Regions from separate parts of the Mus musculus genome. Here all the other regions are linked to region 1. The links are chromatin contacts, called in public Hi-C and HiChIP or PLAC-seq maps. All regions are on one chromosome and are shown on one strand. The core of a region is the stretch at or near the end of the contact, and the rest is flanking DNA. Distances in the headings are between cores, read along the strand shown. Region 1 overlaps Junos (a long non-coding RNA gene). Region 2 overlaps Fggy (FGGY carbohydrate kinase domain containing). Region 3 overlaps Fggy (FGGY carbohydrate kinase domain containing). Region 4 overlaps Fggy (FGGY carbohydrate kinase domain containing). Region 5 overlaps Fggy (FGGY carbohydrate kinase domain containing). Region 6 overlaps Fggy (FGGY carbohydrate kinase domain containing). Region 7 overlaps Fggy (FGGY carbohydrate kinase domain containing).

The links. HiChIP or PLAC-seq counts read pairs in DNA pulled down with a chosen protein or histone mark. Hi-C and Micro-C count contacts between places; a contact is called where the count stands out from the background.
Region 2: a contact with region 1 is called in a Hi-C map of muscle stem cells, with 2.0 times the contacts expected there. The contact joins two enhancer-like sites. A contact is called at or near these places in 1 of 15 datasets of contacts at CTCF or cohesin (the NIH/3T3 cell line), 4 of 484 Hi-C or Micro-C datasets (adipose-derived mesenchymal stem cells, bone marrow-derived macrophages, embryonic fibroblasts and 1 more), 4 of 115 datasets of contacts at active chromatin or transcription factors (the NIH/3T3 cell line, bone marrow-derived macrophages, embryonic stem cells and 1 more) and 1 of 9 other capture datasets (embryonic stem cells).
Region 3: a Hi-C map of bone marrow-derived macrophages shows a contact between it and region 1, with 14 read pairs. The contact joins two enhancer-like sites. A contact is called at or near these places in 2 of 484 Hi-C or Micro-C datasets (bone marrow-derived macrophages and hematopoietic stem and progenitor cells) and 5 of 115 datasets of contacts at active chromatin or transcription factors (acute myeloid leukemia, bone marrow-derived macrophages, embryonic basal ganglia and 2 more).
Region 4: a contact with region 1 is called in a Hi-C map of bone marrow-derived macrophages, with 15 read pairs. The contact joins two enhancer-like sites. A contact is called at or near these places in 1 of 15 datasets of contacts at CTCF or cohesin (the NIH/3T3 cell line), 1 of 484 Hi-C or Micro-C datasets (bone marrow-derived macrophages) and 5 of 115 datasets of contacts at active chromatin or transcription factors (T-cell acute lymphoblastic leukemia, bone marrow-derived macrophages, craniofacial prominence and 2 more).
Region 5: a contact with region 1 is called in a CTCF HiChIP or PLAC-seq map of the NIH/3T3 cell line, with 10 read pairs. The contact joins two enhancer-like sites. A contact is called at or near these places in 1 of 15 datasets of contacts at CTCF or cohesin (the NIH/3T3 cell line), 4 of 115 datasets of contacts at active chromatin or transcription factors (bone marrow-derived macrophages, embryonic stem cells and fibro-adipogenic progenitors) and 1 of 9 other capture datasets (embryonic stem cells).
Region 6: a contact with region 1 is called in a BATF HiChIP or PLAC-seq map of CD8 T cells, with 12 read pairs. The contact joins two enhancer-like sites. A contact is called at or near these places in 4 of 115 datasets of contacts at active chromatin or transcription factors (CD8 T cells, the NIH/3T3 cell line, embryonic stem cells and 1 more) and 1 of 9 other capture datasets (embryonic stem cells).
Region 7: a Hi-C map of myocytes shows a contact between it and region 1, with 1.5 times the contacts expected there. The contact joins two enhancer-like sites. A contact is called at or near these places in 2 of 484 Hi-C or Micro-C datasets (muscle stem cells and myocytes).

Annotation. Positions count from the first base shown.
Region 1 is chr4:95,104,842-95,109,174 of GRCm38.p6, forward strand. All of the region lies in intron 1 of Junos (a long non-coding RNA gene), which reads left to right. Among named protein-coding and RNA genes, the nearest start is that of Junos, 55 kb to the left of the region's middle. Within about 2 kb of position 2,135, at least 285 of the 459 cell types and tissues checked have an H3K27ac peak or open chromatin away from gene starts, as enhancers often do. A contact at or near this core is called in CD8 T cells, the NIH/3T3 cell line, bone marrow-derived macrophages and 3 more, where this site is marked.
Region 2 is chr4:95,914,562-95,918,894 of GRCm38.p6, forward strand. The region is part of intron 14 of Fggy (FGGY carbohydrate kinase domain containing); the gene reads left to right. Among named protein-coding and RNA genes, the nearest start is that of Hook1, 51 kb to the right of the region's middle. Within about 2 kb of position 1,825, at least 29 of the 459 cell types and tissues checked have an H3K27ac peak or open chromatin away from gene starts, as enhancers often do. A contact at or near this core is called in muscle stem cells, where this site is marked.
Region 3 is chr4:95,844,199-95,848,531 of GRCm38.p6, forward strand. All of the region lies in intron 13 of Fggy (FGGY carbohydrate kinase domain containing), which reads left to right. Among named protein-coding and RNA genes, the nearest start is that of Hook1, 120 kb to the right of the region's middle. Within about 2 kb of position 1,848, at least 111 of the 459 cell types and tissues checked have an H3K27ac peak or open chromatin away from gene starts, as enhancers often do. A contact at or near this core is called in bone marrow-derived macrophages and hematopoietic stem and progenitor cells, where this site is marked.
Region 4 is chr4:95,782,037-95,786,369 of GRCm38.p6, forward strand. All of the region lies in intron 8 of Fggy (FGGY carbohydrate kinase domain containing), which reads left to right. Among named protein-coding and RNA genes, the nearest start is that of Hook1, 180 kb to the right of the region's middle. Within about 2 kb of position 2,290, at least 12 of the 459 cell types and tissues checked have an H3K27ac peak or open chromatin away from gene starts, as enhancers often do. A contact at or near this core is called in bone marrow-derived macrophages, where this site is marked.
Region 5 is chr4:95,731,728-95,736,060 of GRCm38.p6, forward strand. All of the region lies in intron 6 of Fggy (FGGY carbohydrate kinase domain containing), which reads left to right. Among named protein-coding and RNA genes, the nearest start is that of Fggy, 180 kb to the left of the region's middle. Within about 2 kb of position 1,829, at least 81 of the 459 cell types and tissues checked have an H3K27ac peak or open chromatin away from gene starts, as enhancers often do. A contact at or near this core is called in the NIH/3T3 cell line, where this site is marked.
Region 6 is chr4:95,706,590-95,710,922 of GRCm38.p6, forward strand. The region is part of intron 6 of Fggy (FGGY carbohydrate kinase domain containing); the gene reads left to right. Among named protein-coding and RNA genes, the nearest start is that of Fggy, 150 kb to the left of the region's middle. Within about 2 kb of position 1,787, at least 13 of the 459 cell types and tissues checked have an H3K27ac peak or open chromatin away from gene starts, as enhancers often do. A contact at or near this core is called in CD8 T cells, where this site is marked.
Region 7 is chr4:95,661,442-95,665,774 of GRCm38.p6, forward strand. All of the region lies in intron 5 of Fggy (FGGY carbohydrate kinase domain containing), which reads left to right. Among named protein-coding and RNA genes, the nearest start is that of Fggy, 110 kb to the left of the region's middle. Within about 2 kb of position 2,415, at least 12 of the 459 cell types and tissues checked have an H3K27ac peak or open chromatin away from gene starts, as enhancers often do. A contact at or near this core is called in muscle stem cells and myocytes, where this site is marked.

The DNA of each region.
Region 1 (4,333 bases), core at 885-3,384:
TATATATATATATATATATATATATATATGCTTTAGAGAGGTAATAGACTTGATTATACCCCATATTATTCTTTCATATCCTTACCCCTTTCTGGCAAACCTCTCCTTCCCAACAAATACCCCTCCTCCTTTTATGTCTTTTTCTTCTGTGGACCACAGCATTTAATTAATTAGTATTTCTGTATGAGCATAAGTGAGGTAATTTACTTGAGCAAGGGCAGCAGCTACCAGTGGCTACAACCACTTGTTCAGACTTTTGCTGTGGTTCTCAAACCCATAACTGATGTGAATGTTGTCCCCATTTTGCAGTGGGAAAGTAGAGGTAAGTAGGGGAGAAATTGTTTATTTAATACCGAGCCTGGTTTCCTGTTCATTTGAGAGCTCATAATGTTTAATGTCTTCAGAGAAGGGTTTTTAGAACCAGCTCTAAATAGTGGTGGGATAGTGGTGGGAGCTGGTGGGCTTTGATTAAGTGATAATAGCCTTTATCTGTATCAGTGTGGGAACTTAGCTGCATCCAGCCTTGGGTACAGACCTGGTCCTTGTCTATCAGAGCTCTGTCGTGTGTAGCCAGGTGCTTCAACCACAGTATGTGTCAAAACACTGATGACACACCACCCTTTCACTAATGTGCCTTAGCCCCTGCAGGAAAGAAAGGCTCCCTCCTGAAGGGGCTCTCCAGAATGAATGCAGTTACCAGAGATGCTTGGAGTACAGGGGACTGACTGACTCATGCTGAGCTGTCCCCCATCCCTGGGAGGCAGCCCAGGAGCCGCCCACCTCTCCCACACACCACCCTCTTGGCCCAGACTTCTAGTTGCAGCATTTGGATGGATGGTAGAGTTACTCCCTGCCTTTGGCTTCTGCCGGGATCAGGAAGAGGGCTTTGTTCGTTCTCTCTCTCTCTCTCTCTCTCTCTCTCTCTCTCTCTCTCTCTCTCTCTCCCCCTCTCTCTCTCTCTCCCTCTGTCTCTCTCTGACTCTGTCTCTGTCTCTGTCTCTGTCTCTGTCTCTCTCTCTCTCTCTCTCTCTCTCTCCTTCTCTCCTTCTCTCCCTCTCTCCCTCTCTCTCCCTCTCTCTCTCCTGTCTCCTTTAGTGGCTGAGTGGCTGATGGATGCAACCAGAGCTGAAAATTTCCTCCGTGTCTCAGAGAACCTGGGTCCAGTGAGAATCAGGGCATTGAAAGGGGGAACTGAATGGCCAGGTCTGGTTTCTTTCTGCCGGAGGAAGAATTAGTCATCGGGCCACGGCTAGCTGCTGGCAACTGTCGATGTCACAGGGAGAGGAAATGCACTTGGGATGAGTGAGTGCAGTGTGGTCTCCACAAAAATCCTCTTTTTTAACCGAACAGAGGAAGCAGCCTACTGATTTCCCCTTTTCATGAATCGGCAGTTCCTGTCTGCTCAGAGGGCAGCAGTTGGGCGGCTCTGGACCAGATGTGGAGTGCAGAGTAGACTAAGGTGCTCTAGCACAGCGTTTCTTTTCCCTCACAATAGCCTTATTGTCACTGTGAGAATTCTTTCAAACTCTGTGCTGAATGCTCAATCCAAGGTTACAAGCGGTCTGCCTAAGGCCAAGGCCACAGCAGGGAAACCTCGCTCCTGGGCCCCTTGCTTCAATTTCCCCACTTCTTGTCTGTTCATTTCATCGGCACCCCTACACCTCCTTCCAGGATGTCAGAGGTTTCTCTGCGCATGAGCAGTAACTCCTCAGTGTGTGATCCTGTATACAGTACTCGTACGTATACAGTGCCGCAAGTGCACCCTGAACTGAATGTTATTCATGCCTTTTGGGATTGTTTGCATTTTCGAAAATGTCTCTGGGAAAATTGGAGAGTCCACATCAAGGACTGAACATCGATCCCAGCATCCTCCTAGTTCCCCGATGATAGGCTGTTTCTCCCCCTCCCCTCCCTTCCTCTATTCCTCATTTCTTTTAAATTTTGGCAAGGTTGCTCCTAAGTACTTTACAGTTCTTCATTGATTTCATTGTGATTTCCACTGTGTGACACAGGTACTGTCAGTATCCACACCATCCCACCTTCTAATAAACACCGGGCACAGAGTTGTCTGCCTAGGGACACACAGGATGGTGTCAGAAGAGTAAGAATGGCTATGTGAGCTGCAGGGCAATTCCAGGAAGTTAAAGGAGCTGCACTGAGCAGTCGAAAGGTGCTTTCGCATGTTTTGCTCCATTGGGCACTCAGATTCTCTGTGCGACACGGACCGTTTCACCTGTTGAAAGAGAATACAGAGTTTAGGGTTCCACACTAGGAAAGTGAGCAGAGCTTGAGAGCCAAGTTCACTGTGCCTCGCAAATTTCTAATGACTGAGGTGAGCACTGAGGAATTGGGGCTGACTGGCGCAAGGAAGAAGCTTTGAGGAGGAAACACTTTTTAAAGTATATTCTTTGACAGTTGAACAGTCTCGAACAGTCTCTCCCTGTCCCTCTCCCTGTCCCTCTCCCTCTCCCTGTCCCTGTCCCTGTCCCTGTCCCTCTCCCTGTCCCTCTCCCTCTCTCTCCTCCCCTCCTCTCCCCCTTCTCCCCCCTCTCTGCCTCCCCCTCTCTCCTCTTCCTTTTCCTCTCTTCTCCTCCCCCTCCCTTTCCCTCCCCCCTCCCAGCATGTGAGAGGATGTATGTCTGTGTGTTAGTCATAAAATTAGTTCTCAGAAACTTGAGGTTTTAATAAAACATGAAAAACATTTTTACTAGCACCCTCCCTTCCCTCTGGGATCTTAGGTGCTACACAGTATACGGAAATGTAATCCATATGTTTGATTATTCATCCTTCCATCATCAAAAATATTGTTGATTCTTTGAGAAACATTTGATTTTCTGGATGTCATTCTCTTTTAGAGTTTAGAGGAAGAGTCTTTTTTTCCCCTCTCAGCTACTAGTTTATTTTCGTTGACTGTCACTTTGTAACATTTGACTGGGGTGAACAAGTGGTCGCTAGACAACCCCACAGTTTCCTGTGGACTTTTAACCCAATGATAAAAGCAGACATGCATGTTTTTTAGTCTCAGTGCTTTCAAATGTGGCAAGGAGGGAAAGTAATATTTGTAGAATGCCTGCTTTGCAAAGGAATCACCTTTGTCCTCCATGAAGAGGCAGATAGAGAGCATGGTATGGGGGGTAACATCTAATTGGTATTCTTGTGAAGTCGAAGTCACCACTCCTCTTTTAAGGGCATCATAGATGCTGCAAGAGTCAAGTTTCCCACATACAAGACTAGGATTGTCTTTCCTCTAAGCTCAACCATTTTCACTGCCAGCTAAGTACATGCACAGCTCCAGGAAGAACTGAACAGTGCCCCCACCCTGCCCATCTTAGCTTCCCGAAGCTGAGGAAAAACTTCAAGAGAAGAGAGGGTTAAGTAGGTAGGGTTGTTTCTCAGATGGTGTTGTGTGCATTGCATTATGTGTTATTATTGGAAGTTTTAACAGTAGCACAGTAGTAGCAATAATAATAATAATAATAATAATAATAATAATAAATAAGGCCAAAAAAAGCAAAGTAGCTAAGGAAGGGTCTGAGTCTGCGGAGGATACTCCGAGCCAAGGGCTGGAGAAGCTGATGCAGAGAACCTGACACAAATGGATCCTGTTTCAGATCTCGGGGGCAGCTCCCCGGCCCCTCCTGCAGCCCACTTCCCTCGGCTTTCACTGCCCTACTGTCATTATGTTCTGGACTCTTTTTAATTCGGAGGCGATGGGGGCCACATCCTGCCATCAATTTGGGGCTGACTTCAATGAGCATTCTGTGCAGGGCCATTGCGGCAGGATGCAGCTTTCTCCTGGTGGGCCCTGATACAATAGGGTTTTCTACTGAAATCAATGGATTAATTGCAAAGGCTCCACTCGGAACCATAAGGAGAAGCATTGTTTTTCCACAGCCCACAGTCTGGCCATCAGGCCTTGCCAAACTTCATTTTTGAAAAGCCAGGAAAACAGTTTTGTAAAGAGGGGCTGGGGGGTGGAAGGGCACAGGGGAGTCCTTTGGCTCATCTTAGTAAAGGTCAGAAACAATTACAGTGAGAATTCAGAAAGCGCGTTTGTTCTCTGACTGTGGCTCTGTCTGGAAAATTCCAGCCAGAAACAATTGTCTGTCCCTCTTCCAGCCCTCCCTTCCTCCATAGGCTCTTTCCACCCAGGCCCCACCCATCATCTTATTCTACCTTCAGCCAAGCTGTACCCTGAAAACAGCCTCAGACGTCTGGCCACTGGAGTGGTCAAAGGGCTCGTCTGCATTCAATGGGATTAGGCATTCTGGAAAGGAGGAGGCGTAGATTATGGACTTTTCTGAAGCAGAGAACTGCATGTGTCTGGAAGAAA
Region 2 (4,333 bases), core at 575-3,074, 810 kb after region 1:
CACCATATTTATTGAGGCTGGGTCTTGGAACTAGGCCAGAGATTGCTGATTTAGGTTAATCTAGCTTGCCAGCTTGCTGCAGAGATTCCCTGATGACTGTCTTCTATGCACTGGTTTATAGATTCACTGCAATATCCACCCAGCAGTTACATAGATGTTAAGAACCTGAACTCTGGTTCTCATGGTAACATGGCAAACACTCTGTTCATTGAATTATTTCTCAGCTCCCCTGTTTTTGATAACTTCTAAAAGATTTTATATGTACCTGTGTTCAGATCTCAAACTATTTCCTTGATAATTTTGGCTTTTCCCAGTTTTACCTTGTCAGACTGTTTCTTATTTTTGACCTTAAAGTAAAGAGATAATACTTAAAATTATAGCACCATTTTTTTTGCTTGAATCTGAGCAATTACCTACTGTCCACTGAATGAATCTTTTTCAGAAATTTATCCATTTTTTTAAAAGATTAGTGTATATCAAATTAGGTCCTAGCTGTCCCTAGTGACATGGGACATTGAAATAGCAGCTTATAGCAAATTCTGAATTTAGTGAACTTCCAAGAAAGTACCATACAGGTATATTAGTGCTGGAGAAAGCTTCCGTGCAGTGTAAGTGACTCTTTGTCTGACCCGTTGTTGAGCTGTTGTACCTAATACTAGTCTGCATTAAGAACAGGAAAATCTTAATTTGTTTGGAGCAAAAATCACGCAGATGACACTCCCAGAATTTTCTTCCAGAATATTTAATGGAACACTACAAGTCCTTTGAGAGAACAGATATGTTTCTCAGAAGACACTGGCTCTGATGAGCTTACAATGTCTATTGTGATAGGCATCAACTTTTCATTCACAGACATTAACTAACCAGTGATGGATGCTGGGATTGTGTTTAGTTGGAGCTCTGGGGTCATGCTTCATACCTTCTAGGGGCTGTCTTTCACCAACACTGGGTGGTCTTGATTTTTTTTTCTGTATTCAGTAATTCTAGACAGTTCTAGGCTTTGTCTGCTGCTCCATGCTGAGATCGCGACTACCTGACAGTCTTCCCCAAGTCGTAAGGGCATGGATCTCCAAAGGAGAGGAAGTAGAGGTCTCCTCATCCCCAGATTGCCAGCAGCAGTCTATGCCACTCTTGTGATGATTATCGCCTTCTTCATGTAGTCTCACTTCCCTGACAGCCTACCCAACAGTACTCCACAGCTAGTCCATAGCACATGACAACCGAGTGTTTCCTCTGCCCACAGGAGGCCTGGCCACTTCGAGTACTGTCTCCGAAGAAGCAGGAGCAGAGGGCTGACTGGTATCTCAGCCTTGACACACCAGGGAAGGGTCAAGTCTATGAATGAGGTCTTTCATGGCTAGCTACAGGGACCCCATTTTTTCCTACAGAAGCCATGCGCTTGCTTTCAGAAGTGACAATCAAATGTGAACTTTCATGGTTTATTTATAGCTCTGCCTTAGAGAGATAAAGAAAAGAAGTGATTAAAATGCTATTTTACAAAATATTTTGTTTTAAAAAAGCGTCCATTGTGTGGGCAAAAGGGGAAAAGAAAAGCCACTCTATTCATTGTGCTGTCTAGACTCTCAAACAAAGAGGATAGCGTGCTGCAAATTGAGATTGTCCGGCCCCCTCCATGCTGACAGAAAGTATGAATTTAGAGCTCAACTTCAAATAAGTCCCTTTGAACAGAAATATATGGGGAGACTATATTTAGCATGTGTCAGCATTTCCATAATGAATTCATATTGTTGTACTGTAGTGATTCCCAGATTTACCACAGGCAGAAGAGTCATGCAGTTTCACTTTTGTGGTAATTATCTGGAGAAATTGGGACTCTCAGCAGTGCTGTTTATGATGACAGCATTGCTGCTGTGCACACTCTCTGTACTGTGTCTGTACTGTGTCTGCTACCCATAATGCTATCAGCCTTCCAAAAGATAAAGGTGAGCCTGAGCCCTTTTGACTGCCTGTACCATAGCTTAAACAATGTAATGCAGAATTTGTGTGATTTGTCTACAATAGTAAAACAAATATATACCACTGTGGAAAAAAATCTAATTGGAGAAAAATAACCACCCACCTCTCAAGTTTATTAACAACTCAATATAGTCTCATCTAACCTTTATAATGTTTGCATGTGTAATTTTTATTTAGCAAGTTATGTTAAGCAAAAACTTGTATAGAACATCTCACACAATAAAATGTCCTTGCTTTCTTCCTTCTGTCTTTCCTTCCTTCCTTTCTTCTTGGAGATAGGTTTTCCCCATGTTGGGTTAGCCTCAAACTCAGTGACACAAACAATCTGCATTCCTTAGCCCCCTCCCCCCAAAGCAGCTGGGAATACAAGTGCATGGCAGCTACAGAGTTCCTGAGACTGAATGAAACCAGCCTTTGTTTCCACTCATAGTGTCCCTTTCCATTGTGGGGAAGAGGAATTGTGACCGTTACCTAAGCAAAAAGTAACATGGTGTTACAAGGTTTATGAATCTCAGGTTGGGGTACGCAGCCAGAATCCAGAAACTCACATATCAAGGAGGATGTGATGGTTAATGTGAGCCATCTCCTGGTTTCTGCAGCTTGAGTGTGGCACATATGACAGGGCTCTTTATTCTGTCTTAATCTTTACCATTATCTCTCCTACTCCTACAAGTGGTTGGAGGGAACAAAGAATAGTGTCATGCATAAGAGTCGGGCTCTTAGATGTGAATGGCTAGTGCTTGGTCTCATAAGTCTCTGCTACAGATGTTTCTGAAGACCCTCTACTCTGCAGATATTTCACGTACAACATGAGATGTCAATGCCCTCTGTGTTAGCCGATCTGACTGGTCATTTCAGTGTCCTTAGGTGGTCACACTGGACAGGAACTAAACCAAGCCATGACTGCCCGTACCTGCTAAGTTGGTAAAGAATGACCATGCCTTTCAGGGCCTGAAAGCAAGACTTCTCTTTTCTCTACACAGAGTCTGATATGAGCGGCTTCCTTTCTAGCATAAACCATTTGTAATCCACTATATGCTCTAGTCTCAGTGCCAGACACCTAGGAAGTCCTGTTGGCTTGAAGGGTGAGGGTGAGGCCTCCCTCATAGCTCACCCTGGAAGAGGTCCTCAACACAGTAAATTAGTCTTCTCTGAGAAGACTATCTCTGACCTGCCATCCCAGTGGAAGGCATAGAGGTGACTCATGGGTCTGAGTTACCATCCCACAAACTCCAAGGTAGGCTATTTCCAGCTCACTCTGGTATCATATCTGTCATCTTAGATCTTAGCAGAAACTTCTATTTTCACATCTTGTCACGCATATTATCCTTAAGTTCATTCAATCTGCCGACATTCCTGCATGCATGGCGTATGCCAGATGCTGAGTTTGGCAGTGAAAATAATTTTAACAATTCCTTCCTGAAGGAGTTCACAGTCTAGTTGGGAGACAGATATGTTAGCATAAAAGCATGACACCATGTCATAAATACTGGCTAGACGGAAGCATGAGCTGCTGTGTGAGCAAATAACTCATTGCAGGGGGCATGCAGGCTTCGGGGACGAATCAGCAAGATTCTCAGTAGGCTGGGTACCTGACCTCAGCTTTAAGTTTTAAGTTGTCGGCCCTTTCTCAGAAACAAAATCAGCCCATTTTAAATCCTTGAAATCTCCATCTTGTATACTTGTTTCTCAGTAACTTGTTTTGAAGTCAAGCAGAGGTAATGTGAAGAAAAGAACAGAGAATTCCCTGGTGTCTGCCATTTGCTGAACATCTGTTGCTGTGGGAAGGAAAACAGCATAAGGACCTTCAGCGAGCTTCCTGGATCCCACCATGAAGGCAATCCTGGAATGTTGTCTCAGGTCCCTGAAGAAGCAATGCCAGCACAGCACAGGCAGAAGGGGCAATGCCCTGGGAACGTTTCCCAGCTTGGAGGAAGTAACAAAGGCAGAGTCTTCTCAGGAGCCTAGTGGAAAGAAAGGCAAACCAAAACTAATAGGATAAAGCAGCGGTGAAGGCGGAGGTACCTTTGGTGGCCCATGCCCAGGCGTGCCCCTCTGTAACAGATCTAGTGTAAGAGGTTTATTGGAAGAGGGAAAAGCAAGAGGCTGTCTTGCACTGGGGACATGAGGCAGATGGACAGGCAGACAGAGTGGACAAAACAGACAGGGAACAAGAGAGCAAGACTGAACTGGAGAGAGACAAAGGGGAAGAAATAATGAACAAGATGGAATGAGAGAGAGAGACAGAGACAAAGACGAGAGAGACAGAGAGAGAGACAGAGAGAGATCTGGGGGAGGGTCTTTTATGCAACATACTTGGTGCACTTGGTGGCAGCCAGGGACATAAGCTGCCAGT
Region 3 (4,333 bases), core at 598-3,097, 740 kb after region 1:
CCTCAGGGCAGGGATATAGGGCTGGTGGAAAACCTTGGGTTGTCAGCAGAGGTGAAAGGTAAAGGCAGGCTGAGGATAGGGAACCATTGTGGTGACTCAAGTTATCGAGGTAATGGTGCAATCTGTGTCTTCATGATGGAAAAAAGCACTCTCAGATATGTGCAGTTACTAAACAAGACACCAAAGTTGGCAAGGACAGATCTTAATTCAAGGAGCATTTACCCATCTTTTTTGAGTACCAAGCATTATGTGGGGAATATTGAAGACAAACAAATGAATAAAACATGACCTGAGCTCCATGAAGCTCATGGACTCCCCAGAAAGGCAGAAAGGAAACAGACATAATAAATACACTGTGAGAAGAGCCCTGAGTGGGAAGAGCATAATGTGCACTTTGCTCAGTTTTGGATCTTGTAGCACAGGGTAAGTGATCAGGCTATCTGAAGAAGGAACCTAGGTCCAAAATGCTGTGGACAAGATCTAGCATGGGCCTGTAATTCCAAGGGCACCCAAATGCTGAGATTCCATCTCAGTGCCCAAGGGGTTCTGGTCGTAAAGTCATGCGTTTAGCATCTTTGTGATGGGCATAGGGAGTAGGGGACAGTGGCAAACTGGCATCTGGGAAGAGTCCAGAGCTCCAGGAAAAGCTCTCTGGGAGGACACCTTGCAGGGGTATAAATAAACCCTGACCTAGCTTCAAGTCTCCCTGTGCTAGTACCTTCAACATTCTAGTATCTTCTCCCCAAGTGTCTCCTGGAGACTGTTGCGCCCTCCTGTACCCATTGCTCGGTACCCAGACACCAGGTATAAGCACAGGATAAGGCTCCCCTTGTGGTGGTAGTTGGCGGGGGGCATAGATGTCTGTCATGAGCCCACCTTACCCTGGGCTCCATTCCGTATGAACCCACCCATTGTGTTTCTTCCATAGCGAGTAGGTTGGTGTCTGAGCTCAGACTGACTCATGAGATCATTCCTGCTCCAGGCCATGCAGATACGGGGCCTTTATCCAAGTGATAGGCTCATTCCCTGCATATAAGGTACTAAATAAGGAACTAACTAGAATACCTATTCATATCTTACAGAGAAGTAGACCAAGGCACAATTTGGGGGCTCACCTAGAAAAGCATGTTGTGTTAAAGATCGATTAGGATGTGGGGAAGCATGGACTTTGCCCCCCTCAGCCAAGTGCCTAGTCTGTTGGTAGGAATCATACTGCAATCATTAATTCTCCCTAACTGCTGAAATTAGAAAGTAGACTGCATTGTAGTCAAACAAAGAAGGAAGAAGGACAGGAGAGGTACATTCAATTGGCTTCCCTAAATCAGGCAGCCACATAATATTGGGATTGGGATTGGGCCATTGAGCCAGGTTTCTGGACCTTTCCTTTATTGCTCTCCGATGATGCCAGCCCTGTTCCAAGGTTTGTAAACCTGCAGAAGTGGACCACAAAGAGTGGAGTAGACAGAAATGAAAGTAAGATCAGCTGGATGGCTCAGCTAAGACACAGGCCTGAAGTCTGCTCTGTGATTCCCCACTTCTTAGCTTTTAGTTACCCAAAGCCACATCCCACCTGGATGGAAGCAGGTTAAAAGCCAGCTTCAGTACAGGGAATGGGGAAAAGAGGACCCTTGAGCAGGGTAGCCAGAGGTGACCTGGGAACAGCCTGGGCAGGCACGACAGCTCAGGGTTTTGTGAAAATGGGCCATCCTCTAGTCATGTGTCCCTGAGCGTCAAAAAAGCCAGGGAATGCCACTTTGCTGCAAGCTCTGCATTGGGAACTGTTGTTCTCTGGGCTGCTGAATGGAAGGCTGTTAGTGGCTGTTTGGGTTCAGGCAGAAATTGGACCCTTTGTCTCTAACTACTGGCTAGTTACAGTTGTGGACAAAGAGACCTTTTCTTGGCCTGAAATTCCTCTACTCATGACTGACAAAGGATGGCACAGTGCATCTGCCTTCAAATGCTTTGGCTTCTGCTAAACTCATTAATGCATCCGATAAAATAGCTGACATTCCAGGCAAAGCCTCCCTCTTCCTGCCTTTACCCAGGGCTCAGAGAAAGGAATGCACTTGAGTCTGTTCTGTAAAGAAGCCTGGGGAAAGGTGAGGCCCTGGTACCTTTAAGCACTACAATTGCGCTGCTTTCCCTGTCCAGAACAATGTAGAGCAAAACACAGCATAGTATGAAATCCTCAGACATCCGCATGAAAAATTGCAGAGCCGAGTAGTGGAAAGATCAGCAGGCCAGCTGTCTGACGTAGAGGAAGTCACTTTACTTGTGAGAGCCTGGGGTCCCTCTTCTGAAAAAAACCACAACGTTGTTGTCTACCTCATGTAGACCACTCTGGGGAATTGAGTTCTAGGTTCTTGGAGCTCATAGGGAGTGATCCTAGCCTGTTGCTTCACTTCCTCCCTCCAGGCAGCCCTATGCCCCAAAAGGAGAAGGCATGGTGGAGAAAAAGAGTTTAAGATTTTATAAGCAATTTTGGCCAGGTTAGGAAAAGCAGGCTTTATTAAGGCAGGAAATATGGGCTGTACCACCTTGGGAAATGACTTGGGCACCAGAGGCACTTCCTGTACCCTGGCCATGGACTTAACTGTGATTTCCAAAAACAGTCTGCATGCGTGTACCAAGTAACTGTAACCGTCCTGCAGACTTGGGACTAAATGTTCAGTCTTGTAAATTGTGCTTTTTTAGGGCTGGCAGTTTCTCTAGGGTTTCCTTCTTCCTGTCTCACTATTCTGACTTTTAGTTCTTTACCCCCCAACACCCCTCCTCCCGCCAACACTCACAAGCACCCCCTGGGTACACAGGCTGTCAAGTACTTGGCTTGAGGATACAAAGAACAAGATGTCTCCAAGAAGTCCATTACCAAACAGCAAAGTTTCCATTGTCTTCTGACCAGTGTGCAGAAGAATATAATAGAGACCCGGAGATCAGAGGTGACAGGCCAGGCAGGAAAGGTAAGCTTACTTAAACTTGGCCAACTTGAATAAAGGGTTTATTTACAGAGGTAAGGAAAACCTAGGCAGCCAGGAAGACCCCCATAGCTGCTAACCTATTTCTATTCCCTAGGCTTAGGGATGAGGAACTGGAGGGACCCAGCCCAAGATAGGAGCTTAGTTCAGTTTTAACCAGAGGGCACTTTGCAAATGAGAAAACAGAGGTAAGAAATGGTTAAACAACCTGTCTAATATTGCACAGCTGTGTCAGCAAGGAAGCCAGAATTCAAACTCTGGCAAGCCAATTCAAGAGTGAGAGCTAATGAGGAGCTACTAGGGGGTTCCCCTGGCCTCTACTGTCTAAGGGAGCAGCCTAGGACTCATTCCTTCCTACTCAGAAATTGTGAAGTTGTGGGTCTATTGTGAAGAGCTGAAGATGAACAATGTTTGGAAGAGTGTCTTAAAACAAAACAAAACAAAACAAACAAACAAAAAAACCCAGTTCTCTATCAATAGGAGGCCTGAGTGGTAACAGATTTACACAGCGTGTAGTATGATTTCTGGCTGAGCCACCAGTACCTTTCTTTGTGGCCTGGTATCTGTCTTTTTCCTTCCTCGAAGCTCTGCTCTCCAGCTCCCATGACATCCATACAGAGCCTTTGTTCTTGGCCATGTTGAGTCTAACAGTAACAGCCACCATGTCCCCAGGGCTTCACACAGAATGCAAACATGGGAGCTCCACCTGAGTGCGCTGTCACCAGCCCACACAGTGCACCTGTGCAGTGAGCCTGGTCCCTATTTGATTTCTGTTTCCTGGCTGTCTGTAAGGGGGTGGGAGCTGACCTGACCTGGAGGAGCTAGGTAAGTTAGCAAATGAGCCTCCTTAGAAGAGGAGGGAAGGGAACTGTGGCCTTTGTCTAAAGGAACCATTTCATCTGTAGAACTTTCCAAGTAGGATCCCTATCTTCAAATGTTTATTTAAGTTTCATGTCCACTGTGTCATCCACTGGCCCGGAGGTTACCAGGGCTGAAGGCATTAAAGAGATGGGGAAGGACTCCAAAAGAAAGAAAGCAGGGAGGAAGCCAGGCCTGAGCCTCTCTCAGATCTGTCACTTTTCCTGGTGGCTTAGTAGCACAGTGAGAAGCAGGTTCTGTTATAATTCTTCAAGTCCTCTAAGATGTCAGAAGGATTCTGTTTACCAACTGTCTGTGTAGGGGGATGGCTAGAGCTGACCTGAACTGGAGGAGATAGGTAAGATACTAAGTGGGCTTCCCTAGAGAGGCAAGAAGAGGGCTGTAGCCTTTGTCTAAAGGAAGCCTTTCTGCTGCAGACCTTTCCTCTGTGGCATTTCCCGTCATCTATTGATTAGAAAATCATGTCATCCTGTGAAAGT
Region 4 (4,333 bases), core at 1,040-3,539, 680 kb after region 1:
CTTAGAACAGAATATCAGTGAGCCATGATTTAACTGCACGGAAGGTTCTTCTGGAAAGCAATGCTCTGCTGCTGCAGAGCTCTATCAAGGGAGTCAGCCTTTCTAGAAAAGGGACTGTTGACACTGTTTCGTTCCCGATGTCCAGCACAGAACTTGGGACTTAACTGGGCATTTGGAATATATTGAATAAACGGATGGGAGACACTTGATACTTACATGTTGAGACCTAGGAAATTCCTTTTGCAAAGTGAGTCAATGCCGGCTCTTTTCTCGTCCCGTATTCCACAAGTTGAGCCAATCATGATACTGTTAATACCTCTGTCCAATATCTGGCATGGCCACCGAGTCATGTGACATATGAAGGGATGAATGAATGAGTCAATCATGCAGTGTTTTGCTGCCAGCTATTAAACTTAGCTACTAAAGATGGTGAACTCTGTCTGAACTGAAGCCAGCTGGTTAAAGATGATTTAATAAGGAAAGAAATAAATATTCTCTTTAATGGAATAATTGCTTATTTCATTTTCTGCTTAAACTTGACTATTCATCTCATGCTGTACTCTTAATTTATATATGTAATCCTGAAGTATTAAAACTGATTATTTTGAATTAAGACTTTGTGCTCATAAATAATTGTCTATTATGGGACGAGAGGGCCCCAGATTCTGGTATTAATTGGAATAGGGTTGAATATAGTAGAAAACTTACGTTTACTTTCCTAAAAACCTAGCTGGATGCCCAAGGAATTATGCTTGTAGATATGCTTCTGGGAAAATAGCTGGAGAAGGCTAGTTGCTATAAAGCAGGCAGTACAAGAATACTATAATAGTCCCAGCTCTTTCTGCTGGCTGTAATATGTATATATGCCTCTCTTTTCAAGTGTCATTTCATGTCTTATTTCTGTTATAATACCCAAAGTTAGAAAGTTTGCTGACTTGGAATTTTCTGCCTATAGAAGAGGGGAAGTTAACTCACAGTGGTTCTCACAACTCCATCTGCCTTCTGTCCACCATGGATATTCTATTCTGACGACATGTAACAAGGTACCATAGTGATCTTTCTATATGAGTGGATTTTAAAGGCTCAGAGACCAGATCTCATGCGCAAGACTGGCTGAAGTATCAAGAAGTTTCTCTCAAGATACTCTGGGCATGTAAAATGGAGGTGAAAATGTCAAAGGTAGTGTCTTACCTAGGGAAAGAAAACAAGACTAGCTGCTCTTTCCTCAATAGTAAAACTAAAAGCGCAATTGGGGTACATACAGAAGAAAATGAAAAGCAGTATGTCTAGCTCTTAAAGAGGACACCATAAAAAGATCCACTGAAGGACAGGGACCAACCCCCAAATGGGGCTGAGCCACCAGAAAGTCCACCAGGATTGGGGAGCCACATGCGAGGGCCCTGCAGTGGATGGGCAGAAGCACATTCCCTAGAGTCAGGTTTGCACCATGCTCCGAGGCAGGTTGAAACCGGATCATAGACACATTACCCTCTAATACCTTTCTTAGAATCTGTCCCCTGTGGGATGAACTCAGTCACAGCCAGTGCAGCATGAGGTATGGCAGAAGCCCCTTTCTACAATTCTAGTCTTAAGTCTAGAAGTAGCTTTGGCTACACAAGGAGGAAGTTTCAACTAGGCAGCATGGGAATTTGAACTGTTAGTGCAGAGTGTGCACATAATATCTGGAGGTGCCCCAAGGACTCTAAGTTGTTTACTTATATGTTGCTGCTGCTGTTGTATGTGTGTTCATGTGTTATAATGGGGCATGTGGTGCATGTGTAGAGAATAATGGACAACTTTGTAGAGTCAGTTCCAGGGATCAATCTCAGGTCTTCAAGCTTATACAGCAAGTGCATTTATCTTGCCTGAGCTGTCTTTCTGTTCCTAGACTTTTATTTCTGAAAAATAGAGAGAATGCTGTTGATCCATCTGAAATTTCACCCTGGAAATATAGAAAGGAGTTGATGGAACAAATGTGACAGGAAATGGAGAGGAGATAGAGAAAGCCAGGCTTCTCTGCATGTCCATCACTAGGAAGATGCTTCTACAAATGATGCACACACAAGGCTCTGCCTCATCTCCTTCTATCCTCCTGTACTGAGAGATCTCATTCTCTACTTCATCCTATAAGGCTACAGCATAAGGCTGGATGAGATTGGTGGTACAAGTCTTGTAAACTCAACACTTTGGCGGTTTAGAGATTGTGAGTTTCAGATTAGCCCTGTCTCAAAAAAAAAGGGGTAGAGGGAAAAAAAATTCTACAATATGCTGTAATATCTCCTGACCCATTTCCCTTTTTTCTTCCTGGACACTGCTAGGTTATTCTCATCACAATAACCAATGAGGTCTCCTCAGTCATAGCTCTAATTATATCCTTCCTTTGCTGAGAAACATTCAGTGTTTTTCTATTTCATGGAAAATGAAAGTCACTGACCTACAGAAGACCAAGCAAGCCCTGTAACATCTGGCATTCTTACTACCTTCAACTCCTATCATGCTTCATTTTCTCTCCATTCCTGCTCTGGAAAGTTGTGAGCATTCTTACACATTTCTACATTCATCATACCAAAAATGGAAAGAATTCTTAGAGCCATGCTCTGCCCTGTTCAGTTAATACAGCCAATGAATACTTGAAAAATGACCATGGTGTAAGGGGTTTTGAAATATTTGTACTCCTTCTCATATTGACTTGAATAAACGTTGTTATCTCAACTTAGTGTCAAGAAAGAGTGAGTTGCCCAGTTGTATAGTGAGCAGTAGACTTGTCTTTGAACCCATTGCTACGCGATTAACCCTGTTCCTTCTTCTTTCTTAGCAATTGAATGAACATGAATTGTGTTCAGCAGCTAACTTTGTTACAGCACAAGGAGCGCTGCTGTGTGTGATGTTGGCCATTTACTCGATGAGCTGTCAGAATGGAGTTACAGCAAAAACTTAAAAGGATTCATACCCAGTACTCTTATTTGGGCAACAGAATAAACTCATGTGTCATTTGCCCCTTATCTAATCTGTAACACAAACGTGGCACTCTTGACACTCTGTAAATTCTGAATGAAATGCCAGATTTGCAGAGGGATAAGCACTGGATGAACTTACGAGTTATCTTGATGGCTGTCCTTGCCTGAGGATCCAAAACCATCTTGCCATTCTGGAATGGCATTTTATAATTCATGCTTGTATCTGTGATGTTCGGGAGCTAGTCTTAGGTCAATGTAAGGAGGTAGGAAGGTCTGGGTGGGCTATGGAGGGGCCTGCTCTCCAATGTAAGGATCCTATACTATCCATTTATTACCACTGAGGGCAAGGCTATTATCATGTTCTTTGTAGTTCTATGTAACTATAACTGCAGCAGCTTTCTTCTGACCAGACTAACACTTAAAACTAAATGAATGAGGCACTGTCTGGGGAAAGAGTCTATAAAAGATTACTGAGTGATGGTTTTGGTGAATTGTAAGCAAGTTGCTGACCTCAATCATACCATATACATTGTTTTTTTTTCAATATTGGGGCATCAGAAACCATAGTAGCCCAATAAATAAAAGGGAGCCGTTATTTCTGAACTTGAGTGTTTCGTTTTACTTTATAGATTGTCCACCTTTTCTTCTAAGAAAAGTTACTCACCTTCTTTTTGGAGGGGACTCAAGAGCTGTTTTGAAATGGCTGAATCATAGACACAAATGAGCACTATGAGGCTGTGTGGAGGTTCAGTGGTGATGCATTTCAAGTAGGACAGTTCCACAGTGAAAGACCTTCCTTAGTGTTGGGTACATACACATAGCCCTCCTCCAGGGTGGTAGTCAGACTGGTGTTCTTCATGGTCACTTTCACCAAGATTTCCAGAGCAGAGAGACTACTTGGTAAAGCACAGCTATCCCAAGAAGATGACATCCCCAAGATGAGATTTTTTTTTAGTAAGGTGAGAGATGAAATGTTTGGCCAGATGAAAACTGAATCTGGGCACTAGCAGGTTTAAAGCACTGGCCATGGCTCCTTCCCCTTTTAAGTGTCTAAGATTAGCCATTTAAGAATTGGCTTTGTGCTTGAGTTGGATGGATACATTAAAAGCCAATGTCAAACCAGCAGATGCGGTACATTCAATCCATGAAGAGGCAAGGGATGATGGGGAAGAAGCTGGGTAGATGCCTCAAGTTAAGAGCACTTGCTCTTTTCTAGAGGACCCAGCACCCATGTCTGGCAAATTGAAACTTCTCATTAACACTTGCTTCAGAGCAGAGACTGCCTCACCTGGGGATCCCATGTAAAGCCACCAAACCCAGACCCTATTGTGGATGCCCAGAGTGCTTTCTGGGAAGCCTGATAAGGCCATCTCCTG
Region 5 (4,333 bases), core at 579-3,078, 630 kb after region 1:
CAGAGGGAAAAGAGTGACATTCTATAGTAGGAGGTATAGAAAGCAGAGGAAGCCTAGTGAGTCAGGAGCCATGTTGTGAGTCTAGACATTGCTTCTGTGACGGCTGAACCATGAGATATGCACTTCCTTCTTTGTATTCCTGGTCTGTAAGGGTCGATCTAGGAAAGGAGATGGTAGATGTTCTTCGTATGTTAGAATATTGTGGACCTTAGGATTTTGTTCCTATATACAGCCTATCAGTGGGGCTTTGCTTTCCGATTCCTTGCAGTCTTTACCTTACCCGAGTTCCTAAATTCGATGGTAATTTAGGAAAATTTCAGCCTTTGGAGTCAGACCTTTGAATCCTGACCCTGATCTGATCCTCAAATGTAACCCCTCTCTTCCCTTCCTGGGTAGATGAATAAATTTTGAAATTCTTTTGTAGTTTTGTTTCTATTCTATGAAATAATAAACTCTAATACTTCAACCCTAAGTTATAGGACCTACATATATTGCTTTCTAAAACAATTTGCATTTCATTGATTTGTTATTAGGACGGAAAGTTATACGAACAGAAATGTTCCAAGAACAGTTACCAACAGCTCATGGACTTGAATAATTATGTTGTTGAAATACAAGATGTTCATACTGCTCTTCAGCTCACTGACCTACTGCAGTAACTAGTTGCTAATTAGATTTCTTTGAACCAGCTTGTCCAGCTGGGAGGACTTGAGAGCTGTATTCTGCAAGAATCTGGTATATGTAGTCTCTTGCTGCCATAGGAAGAGTCTTTGTGCCAGCATGCCTTCTGCCATTTTCTAGGTATGTACATTGCTCTTGATGTGTGTCATTGTCCTGAGTTAGAAATGAGAGTGGATCACTGGTGGGATTATATTAGTTTCTTTACTAATTTACTAATTTATCCCCCAGTAATATCCAGGGTTGAGAGTCAAATTTAGTGTTCATCTGTTTTGTTTACTTTCTACTGAAACTCTGTACAAGGTGGGCACATATAGGTGTGCAACTTTAATCTTTTTGTTCAAGGTGATTGATCTATGTCTTATGATCTTAAAAAATAAACAAAAATGTGTAATTTTGCTAAAGTAAACATTACTTTTAAAAGTATGTTTTAGATACTTGGGAGTGAAAGAAATAAGATGTAGAGAGAAAAGTCTGTGAGCTATTATCTTTCTACTGGAAGAGATGTATAAAACCAAATATAGGGATATGGTATGTAAGAGTTATTTAAAAGTACATTTAAAGCATATGGAGTATAAGGCATATTAATACCAAGTAAGAATACAAAGTCAGGGATCTTCCATGTGTATCAAACTGTCTAAACTATGGAGTAATTATAAGACATGTTAACTAACAGATGTAATTCAGAAGTGGTATTAGAAAGAACTAGTACCTGCTAGAAAGATCTCCTCTATCTTAATCCTTAACCTAGGTGCTACTCTGGGACAGTGTGTGCACACAGTAGATGTCTATTCACCCACCGTTTCTATAATAAGTGATAATGAATATCATACAATTTGATGTGAAATCAGTAATGGAAATGGAATTTAGTTTCTAGTCACAATGACATGATTTCTAGGAGGTGTATCAGATGCTGTCCTTAAAGAGTGGAAGAAGAACACTAGCTTTGGGTTCTCAGGAAGTCTCTACTTGGATGAATCATTTAATACAAGTGTAACTCCAATTCAGGAGCCAAGACTACTACAATCCTTTTAGCCATTTTCTATCAGTTGTCCCAGTTTTCTAGAAAATCCTCAGAGCTGACCTACCCATGTGATCTGAGTCAGGATAGGCCTTACCATTCTCTGGAACCATTCAAGCATGTGTCATGTCTGTGTGAAACGCCAAACTTAAGAAATGCCTCTGAATACTGCATAGTGATTGAGAATTGTATGTTCTCAGTCTTGTTACCCACTTTTAAATCAGATTGAAAGTAACTTGAGTTTGAAATAATTCCAGCATTCTCTCCAACTGGCAAGGCAAAGTGTCCTTTAGCACAATCTTGGACATAATCTGGTTGGCCTGTCAGCCTTGCCCAACCGAGCTGGTACCAGCATTCCACAGCAAGCATAAGGAAGCAGGGTCGCATGCCACCCACGCCCAAACCTCTCTGACATTTCCGTGGGCCTGGAGCCAGATCTCCCCCTGTGTTTCATCTCCCTCTCAGAATACAAAGGAACACTGAACCTTCCAGTTAATTCAATACCCTCCCCCCCCTTCCTGGAGAGGATAACAGTTCTGTTGACCATTATAATGCATCTTCTGTCTCCCAGCAATCCACATAGTCATTAATTTCTGCTGCTGACATCAGGAAAGAGGATTATGTGTGTGTCTGAAACTGTTCCCAGAGTGCTCATTAGTCATAGATAATTGAAAAACTGGTAGGGGAAGGTTTGTTGTAATAGGAGCTCTGCTTGTGAAGAGGGACTGCAGCTACCCGATAATTGTAGGCTCCAGCTTGGACCACTCAGGCCAAATATGTCCATTCACATGGGAATTCATGGGGCCCAGGAATCCTCAGGGCCATCTGATATCTGAAGGTGAACAAGTAACACAGCCAGAGATCAGAGTGTAGGTGAATTGCCCATGGGTTTCTCTCCTATCTTTAGCGTGAGGAACAGGACTTGGAAAAGATGCAGGAAATTTGCTCTCATTTTGTTTTTATTTAAACTTAAGCCAATTTGGTTTGTTTTAAGCAAACACACGAGGTCATGATCTGGAAGGACATAGATGGTTCAGGAGAGTACTTCACAGCACATCCTATCTGTACTGTTACAGAAATCAAGTGGTTTTTTTTTAATTTTTAATTTTTATTTTTCTAGAAACTTCTAGAAGTACATGTGCTCATGTACTTGAATGTTTAGAATCTTTAAAAGGATCACAAATATGAGATCCTAAGAGCACTATTCTACATCCTGGCTTTGTCCCATATTTTATCTCAGTCTTTCTCCCAAATTCATACCTTAATTCTTCCTCAAGTATTTTCTATATAGGATTCTGTAGAATAGATGAAATGGTTTGTTTATTTGTTGTTAGTTTGCTTGCTTGCCTGCCTCCTTCCTCCTTCCCTCCCTCCCTCCCCACTCCTCCTCCCTCCCTCTCTCTCTCTCTCTCTCTCTCTCTCTCTCTCTCTCTCTCTCTCTCTCTCTCTCTCTTTCTTTCTTTCTTTCTTTCTTTCTTTCTTTCTTCCTTTCTTACCAAACCAGAAGAGAAGCACCTCTAAAACTATTATATAAGAAACACTTGTTCAAAGTAAAACACAAGAGAGCACAGGGAAGTAAGGAGCACAGATTCACCCACACCCCCATTGGAAACATAAGTTTTGTATGTGTGTTTTACCTCCTAGGTATGTAGTTTTATAAATTCATCTATCAACATTGTTATTTTTAGATTCAAGTCATATTCCTTTGCATAATATTCTACAGCCTTCATTTTTCACTTGTTTGGGTGTTTGAAAGATAAAATAATGTTTCCTTTTCCTCACACAGTAGGTTTAAATTTTTTAAAAGACAAATCCAAGGGTCAAGCATGGGCAGGTTCTCAGAGACTTGCTGTCTCCAGCCATGTGCTGCCCCTTTCATAGGCACCCCCTGTTCCCCACCCCTCACAGTGCTTATATTCTAATAGGCTTAATAGTTATGTCAACTCCTGGCCCCTCTAGGCTCCCTACAGTGAGCCACCATTTCTTTTGATAGAGCTACTTTCTGGAACATTCTAATTCTAGTATGATAGCATCTATTATTCACCTTTGGAAGTCATTCCAAGCACTTCCTATGTGTTATCTTTACCTTGAAGATGTCATTCATTCTCTGAGGTCAGTCTAGGAAGCCCTCCTCATTTCTTTAAGCACATCACACACATTCCACCTTTCTGAGATCTTCTCCATGGTTTACTATCTTAGTTTCCCAAACCCTTAGTTTTAGACTTCAGTGTGAATCTTTTAAAATCGTAGGGGCTGCTTTCCAACATCTAGAACTTGGCACAAGGTAGGTAAAAATCGGTATGGAGCATCTTCTATGCATGGTATTTATCTGGTTTGTGAAACATATGAGAGAGTGGTTTGACAAAGCATAGAAGAGATTGCAGATGCTGAGTCAGGGACATCTTGATTAGCTCTGGGAAGAACAATGCTGTGGCTTATTCAATTTTCTGGTGAATAAAAACTTTTGGGCAAGTTATCAGGCTGCATCTAACAGCCCTAGTCTTTCTATGGTGCTTCTGGCTGAGAAAACGTAGATGTGGAAGAGAGATTTCTTGAATTCTCACAATACCTATTTCCACCTTCCTGTTTCATGTTGTGCCTTTTTGGTTTGGAAAAACAGAGTTCCTTCTTGTT
Region 6 (4,333 bases), core at 537-3,036, 600 kb after region 1:
TCTACATCCAGTTCCATCAATTGCTGGATGAAGTCTCTCTGATAACAATTGGGTTAGGCACCAATCTGAGTATAGCAGAATGTCAGTAGCCATCATTTCACTGACTTATTTTCCTAGTCATGTTTGGTTCTATCCTAGTTTCTGGGCCTTCTGACCTCTGGTTTCTGTTCCTCCAGGCACTGTGTCATGGATGTGCTCCCTCTCATGTTATGGGTCAGGTCTCAGGCTGGACCAGTTATTGGTTGACTATTCCCACAATTTCTATGTCATCTTTACCCCAGCACATCATGCTGGCAGGACGGATTGTAGGTTGAAGGTTTTACAGCTGGGTTGGTATATGAAGCCTACCACTGGAAGTCTTGCCTGGTTACAGGAGATAGCAGGTTCAGGAAAAATATTCCCTATTACTAGTAGTATTAGCTAGGGCCATCCTAATAGATTTTTGGGAGTTTCCATTGCCCTAGGTTTCTCCCCTGCCCCCAAATTGCCTCCCAACTCCAGTTGTCTCTTTTGGTGGGATATATTTATTCGGTGTACATGTATAGTCCTCCCTTTTTATTTAAAATACAGGAAATGGGAAAATGCAGATTCCCTATGGTTTGTGTGTAACTTAGTGGTTACTTAGTGGTTATGGTTTGTAAACTTAGTGGTTACGTAGATTAACTAGAGTGTTAGGTTGCTGAGGTTGACTAAACCAAGCAGATGTTCATGCATTGTATATCAATCGCTTCAAGGTGATTTCTTAATATTAATCTAATTTTCCTAACCAGTCTTGGTAGGTAATATTGTATCATTATACTAATGAAGAAACTACAGTGCAGGGCATTCTGGTGTTCAAGGTCATAGGTTTAAAAAGCCATAGATTCTGGAATCTCATAGGCCAGAGGTTCAGTTCAAGAGAGCTCAGATTGCATTTGAAGACATGTGTTTTCCTCGGAGCCTCACAGTTAAAACGCCACAGCAATGCAGGTAGGGAGTGGTATCATTAGAGGAGCAGGGACCTGGATATAGCAATCAGTGTGAAACAGTTGAACAGGCTGAGTTTGACTCACCTCCTGAAATCACCTTTCCCAAGACAAGCATGGTAGGCATTCAGCAAGATTTTAATTCCAGGCCGCCTGTCACTCAAGCACATTGGTGCTGATTGGAAGAGACCTCTCACCTTCACTTATGAATCCTCTTTCTGAGTACCACCGCAGAAGCTGAGGAGATGGCTCCTGACATTCCTGGAAAGAAGGAACAGAATATTTCCTTGAGAGGCTGAACTAGTAGTTTTAATCACATCAAGTACACAATTAGTTTACTTTTCCTTTCTCTGAAGGCTATTCGCCTAGGACTTGCATCTAGATCCTGTGCACACTAGATGCTATGTCATCATTGTCATTCATTTAGAGAGGGGTTCATCCAGCATTCTTGAGAGGCTTCTCCTGTGCCCCACTAGCTTTTGCATTGCATGTGACATGTCATCACTCTTATGCCTCACTTTCATGGTCACGCAGAAGGTAAGTGGTGACCTTGGTGTCTGAGGTGACCTACCCCTGTCTCCATGGTTCTTCTGTGGTTTCTTTCCCTCAACCCCATTCTGTGAGTTTTGACTTCTAGATACCCATGACCTTTTAAGTTTCTCAGCACAGATCAACCTTTCTGAGAATCCACAACAGGGGGCTGCTGTGATGAGTTTGTCGGGTCACTAGTTGACTAATGACTTTCTTTAAGGCCTTCTGGCAGGCGCTGCCTTGCCTTGAACTTTATTGATCCCAGAAGTTTGCCTGCCACTCAGGCAGCCTCTGCAGGTTCTGGGAGGTAATGAGTCATGGATCCACCTACTCTGTGACCCATCTCCTCTTGTGGTGAGCAGAATGAAGATCATCTCTTTGTGGTATCATAAAACTTAGAGAATGACATTAAAATTCTGTTAAATTTTCATACCATTTTACCTGTAGAAATATACAACGTATGGGAGGGGAGAGCAAACCAAATACCCCTATTGGTGTTCTTCCCTGCTGTTCCTATTTCAGAAGCTACTTAAGGGACAAGGTAATGATTTTATGAGGCTTATTAATACTTCATGTTCTTTGCCCCTCCTCCTGCCCTTTTCTGTCAAGGACTTTGTATCTTGGCTTTAAACTGAAGCAACTCAGCTGCCAGCACGTTGTTAAAAGCAAAATCTTTGCAGTGTCTTGCTTGTTCTGTGATGCACACCATGCACAAAGGTCTGAGGTTGACTCTTGCTACTGGGGGAAAACAGTGTTTATTTTCCAGACTTACTTTGGGGTAACTGTTGGGGAGCTAGACTAACATGAGTTTGCAACCTGATGCTGCCTTGTACTACCAAACCAGTACTTAACCTGTGTGGGGTTCAAAGGGCAAGCAGTATATCTGCTTGGTAACTTCAGTGACTTCATATAAAGCCTTTTAAAAATTGAACTAAAATATATTTGCATTATCCTTCCCCATTCACCATTCTGTTCCCCCATGTCCAACCTGAATTTATGGATTCTTTTTCTTCAGCCTTTGTATAGACATAGGAACAAATCATCATATAAATACAGCCTGCAGAGTTCTTTCAGTGTTACATATATATGTTCATATTATGAATATATACGTACATATATATTCATATTTCTAGTGGTGAGTACTTAGCATTGGATAACCACACAGGGGACTAATCCCTGGGAAAGACCAATTCTCCCTATCTCATCAGTTTTTAATCGCATTTACCTCTTCATCTAGGCATGGGACCTGGTGAGATTGCTCCCATCTGCATTGTGATGCCAACTGTTGTTTGAATTGTTCAAGTCCTGATTAAGAACATGCTGTTGTGATTTCATTAGTGTAGTTTTTTCTGTAATAGCTAGAAGGCACAATCTTATAGCAACCTTCATGGATTTATGGCTCTTAAAATACTTTCATGTTTTTTTCCTCAGGGTTTCCTGAGACACAGGTGCAGGAGGTTTTTTGTTTGTTTGTTTGTTTGTTGTTGTTGGTTTTTTTTTTTTCTGGTTTATCAGCTGGCGATAGGCACCCTAGTATCAGTTGTTCATTTTAACCATTTGGGCTTTTTTTATAATGGTCCCCTGCTGTTGCAAAAAAAACCAAGTGTTTTGATGGTTGTTAAGATCTATGCTTATCTGTCCATGTGCAGATAAGTATTTAGACTACAGTTAGGAATTAAACTTGTTTACCACAATGGATCTTGTAGGTCCTCGTCTAAGATCCATGGCCTCACAAGCCAGGTGCAGTTGACTAGTTTTCCCACCTGCTAAGCAGGCCTTGAGTACAGTTAGATGGCTATTAGTTACCACCAAGATATAAATGTCACTGTTGCACTTTTAGGGAAGTCTTGTCATGTGGGTCATTGGTGTGGTTTATGGGCATTATAGCTGGGTAAGACTATTTCTTTCCTTCCTTAGAAGCTTGCATATTACCTTCTAGTGCTGTGAAAGTTAGTTCTTCCCTGAGGCTCTCTTAATGTGTCATTGATGGGGTAGATCTTGTCTGGTATAAGAACACAACCAATCAATCTCTCTCTCTGTCTCTCTCTCTCTCTCTCTCTCTCTCTCTCTCTCTCTCTCTCTCTCTCTCTCCTCTCTTTAATAATGACTTTCATTTTTTTTCTGTTTCACATAGATATCACATTGAGCAACTTCCACAATGTCCCTTAACCCCTTTGCTACATTGAGTATGCAAAGCAAACTGGAGACTCATTTGTAGTGGGCTTGTGAGCACTAATAAATTCATCTCACTTCATTTTGTGTTCACCCTTGGATTCATTTACTCTTTAGTCTATTTTATTTTTTATTGTCTTTGCGTTCTTGTTATAGGCTGCTAGAGCATACTCAATGGCACATAGCAAATAGAAAACAATTCAGAATATGAGTGCTTAGTAAATACCTTACAAATAGTATTGGTCTATGCTGGGGAAGTAGGTAAGGATGGATGTCAGCAGTGGGACTGTCATCGGATGCTGTGGATATGTGTTACCATCTTTAGAGAGGGAATAGAAATGGATGTGAGAAAGCTTTGAGCAATTCCAGCTCATGAAAGACAAGGCTGAGGGTGCCTGCAGATATCTGTAAAAGCCATCAATATAGCCAGACCAGGAATGTTTACAGTGTGGAGGAAGGGTCTCTGTGGTTGTAAGCAGAGGGAGGTGAAGACTGAAAACTGTCTGCTTATACAGTGACATGTGTGTGTGTGTGTGTGTGTGTGTGTGTGTGTGTGTGTGTGTGTGTGTAGGGGTGTACCAATCTGTATATGCTCCATGATACTACAGACTAGGGCATTTATGAACACTAGTACTCTGTGTCTCCCAGTTTTGGAGACAATCTAC
Region 7 (4,333 bases), core at 1,165-3,664, 560 kb after region 1:
GAGGGTGAACAGATCAAGGTGATCATGATTGCTGTTCAAAGAAAACCACTTCCCTGAAGTCCTCATTCTTAAGAAGGTGGCCAGCATGATCCTTGGGATCACAGTGGCAGCATAAGAGTAGAATCTTTTAGGTAAATTACATTGAGGGTCATGAAAAAGTTAGTTATCCTTTATTGGTAAGCCCTACCCATACCTGACGTGATTCTCTGCTCATGTTTGTGCAGGTATGTGAGCTTGGGCAATCGCAGGTGCTTGCTGGTGTTACATTGTTGGCTGTGGGTGATATTCTGATATCTTCTTGATCCTGCATGTGGCCTTATGACATAACCCCTTGTATCTTTCCCTCAGCCTCATTTGCTTCTGATTCCTGGAACACCGTGGAAAGACATTTTCTGCCCCAGGTTCTTAGAACATGATGTTTAATTGGAATTCTTTTGACGCTTTTCATTTTGTCAAAAAATGTTATCTGGCTTATCCTTATAGCATGGCATTAGAACGTAATAATGGGGTTGAGATTTGGAGTGTTTATTTTACACAGTGCCAAGGGATAAAATTTAAGAGTTTATTAATTTCATAGAATGAATTAGGTAGAGTACTGAAAGTGGTTCTGAGGTTGTCTGTGGGACTGTGTGTAGCACTTTTTTTGAGATAAGTTTACTCTGTCTCCAGTCACCCTTAAACCTCCTCTGCCTTGTGTGCCGAGGGTGGAGGGTGTTTGCCTTGCTGCCCCCCCCCCCCTTCCTGAGCATCTTTCTCTAACTAGGCAGTTCTGAGTCCCAGGAGTTTTTATTTCTGTTCCTGGTAACTCGCAAGGGGTAGTATTGCCAGGGTCCCTGTGAGAGATGGTTGGGGGGAGTATAGGAATTGCAGAGTCAGGTAGCATAGAGGTCTTGCCATGAGAGTATCCAGAACAAAGGGAGGGAGAGAGAACAAGATGGAGGTAGAGAGGCAATTAGTAGGCTGGGAAAGAAGTTGCAGAATGTCATCTGAAATAATAGCATTATCTCCACAGTGTTAGCACTTTGTAAATGCATTCAGAACTTTCTTCCAGTCAATCTTGCTTCAGAAGATTCCTTAGAGAGGCTTCCCCTGAGCCTCTGCCTATATATCAGCATGTTCAGTCTATATATCAGCATGTTCAGTCTATATATCAGCATGTTCTGCCTATATATCAGCATGTTCATCATCTTATGATGTTTGCTACTCTCCAGAAACACATTGTTTAATTCCTTGATTTTATTGAGGGAGAAGATATGAACCCTTCAAATATCGTCTTGGCTTCTTGAAGTCAATAGCCTTAGTATTTTCTCTCCAGTGCCTAGAAATATGGCTAAAACTTTAGTTGGAAGCCAGGAGATGCCTTAGTTTGTAAACTGCACTTGCTGTGTAAGCATAAAAACAAAATTCTGATTCCAATACTCATGTAAAAATCCAGGCATGGTGGTAGGCACATATAATCCTCACACTGGGGAGGTAGAGGCAAGAGGAGCTCTTGAGCTTGCTGGCCTGCTATCTTCTCTGAATCAGTGAGTTACAGATACAACGTTAGACACTATCTAAAAAAAAAAAAGTAGGGAGGAATTGAGGAAAATATTAGACAATGACACCTTGCCTTTACATGGGTACATACATGCACATATGCGCACAGGCATTCACAAACATACTACATATACACACACTAAATAAATAAAAAGATAGATAGATAGATAATCATTTAAATCCTTAGTCAGCTCTGGTGATTATTAGTTGAAAGGGTGGATGTACATGGTTGTGGTTTAACCCCCCATGATGGCTGTAGCTCTCTTAGCCAGGCTAAGCAGTGCATATACAGTCTTGGAGATTATTTTTCTGATTTTTATTTATTTTCAAAGTTCCGTTTACTGCCAGACTTGTAATTGATAAAAACAAAAATTTTGCAACAGATGGTACCACCTGCAATACAACTAAGTCGTCGTCGTCGTCGTCGTCGTCGTCGTCGTCGTCGTCGTCGTCGTCGTCTTCTTCTTCTTCTTCTTCTTCTTCTTCTTCTTCTTCTTCTTCTTCTTCTTCTTCTTCTTCTTCTTCTTCTTCTTCTTCTTCTTCTTCTTCTTCTTCTTCTTCTTCTTCTCCTATCCCTACCTCTCCCCGTCAGATATCAATAAACAAAGTTGTTTTTTTTAATTCTTCATTTGGAGGAAGGGTACATTTACTATTGTGAGTCAGGCAAGGAAAGTCTGTAACCACAGGGACAGCTGGAGAGTCAGGTCCATAGAGGGTACCCAGGGCAGGTGAGAAGGCGCCTCCCTGTCTGCTAACAGCAGCTGGGTACTAGCCCTGCCCTCCCCAAAGACATTCAGTTGAAACCAGTGCTCTATGGGATTCTTCCCAGCTGACAGAAGCAGATGCCTGCGGGCAGCAGAGAATCTGCCTGTGGCACCAGTGGCAGAGGTGCCATTCATTTATGACTCATGAAGACAGGAGATGGCTGAGGGGCCAGTCAGTTGCCTCGTGTTTCCTTCCTCGGCTGGCACAATCCACTTTGCTCTAGCTTTGCTCTGGATGTAGTTTCTGCACTAGGAGAATTTCCTTTGCTTATGCTCACAAGGGCAAAACTGGGCCAGAGATATGGAAAGCTCTACATATTCCATTAAAGCATTTGAGCCAATTCATAGTTCCTGCCTTTACCTGTCACAGGAGGGAGCCTGTCAGGATTCCATCACAAGCAATCTGTTAAGAGCAGCAGCTCCTCTGTGCAGTCTGAGGAGGCAAAGAAGGCCGTCACAGTACCTTCCATGACTTAGCTAGGATGGATGGGCAGTTGAGAGGTGGAGTGCATGGTGGACATAACAGTGCACGAGAGGGAGGCTGTTTCTGTTCTTGGGCTGGAAAGGTTACTTAGTAAGTCACTTAATTAACCCCAGTGGCTTTTGGCTCACTCATCTCTAACAAGGGATGCTGGCTGTGGACATGGGACGGCAGATAAATTAGTTAGTTCTAGTGAGTTGTGAGTTGCTGTCAGGAGCACAATGGAGGGACAGGGAAATTCAGTCTCTGCTAAGAGAGGAACAGCAGTCACCTCTTGATGTTTGCTCAGTGTGTGGATGGGGGTGGGGTAGTCACACTTGCCAAGTGTAATTGGATTCGCTGGTAACTTCTGCCTAAGTTATGTGTCCATCTGTTGTGCGGTGACTCTAGAGAAGCTGGATAATGTTTCCCAATTATAATAATTTCTCAGGACTCTATTATGATGGTGAGGAATATACACCTAGCCATTATTATATTTAAGATTATGTTATTTAAAAGTGGGGCTTGGGAGATGGCTCAGTCAGTACAGTGCTTGCTGAGGATCTAAGTTCAGGTCCTTCAAACTTGTGTAAAATCCTGGGCATGCCAGTGCATACTCACAGTTCCAGCACTGGGTTGAGCAGAGACAGGAGGATCTTTGGAGCTCCCTGGCCAGCTAGCTTAGCCAAGTGAGTGATCTTCAGGATCAGTGAGACAGAAAATAATGTGCAGAGAAACTGATGTAGACTCTTAATATCAACTCCAGGCTTGCATACGCACATATGCATCACACCACACTCATAGGGGCATTCTCTCTCTCTCTCTCTCTCTCTCTCACACACACACACACACACACACACACACACACACACACACACAATTCCTTATAGTCAGAGGGACTAAGGGTCATATGATTAGACAACTTGCCCATGATAACTGAGCTAGTAATGATAGTTGAACTCCCAGCGGGAGTTCCATTCTAGGGCTTCAGGTCTTCATATTCCCCATGATGAATGGCCACTCATCCTACTTCCAAACTAAAGCACATCTTAGTACAGGTTATCACAAAATCCAGTGTCTATGGCATTGCTTGTGGGTACTCTGGGCTGAGAAAGGTATGCCAAAGGTTTATTTGATCCTAATTGTTTTAAGTCTTTAATGTTTATGCAGTATTCTCAAAATAACATGAACATTCACTGAGTCCTAGTGACACATGGGACACTGTATGGAATGCTTTACTGGCATGAAGTCAGTTAACCTATACCAGCTATGACTCAATCTTTCAGGTGACTTACACTTAGGCAGCTGTCCCCAAGGTCATGCTGCTGGGGTTGAAGCCTGGCCTACCTCTGCAGTCCATGGTGGTGGCTGTTGTTCTGAGGTGAACACATGGCAGCTTTAGAAGAGCGTGTAAGTTGGACAGTTGAGATGAGGGTCCCTGTCCTCTCCTCTGGACTGTCCTACAGAGCCTAGTGAACATCTTAGCCATGCTCCTTTGTGTCAAAAGGCGGGTGATCCAACCTCTGTTTCATTGCTTGTCTTTGCCTGAGCTGGGAGTGCTGGGCCAGCC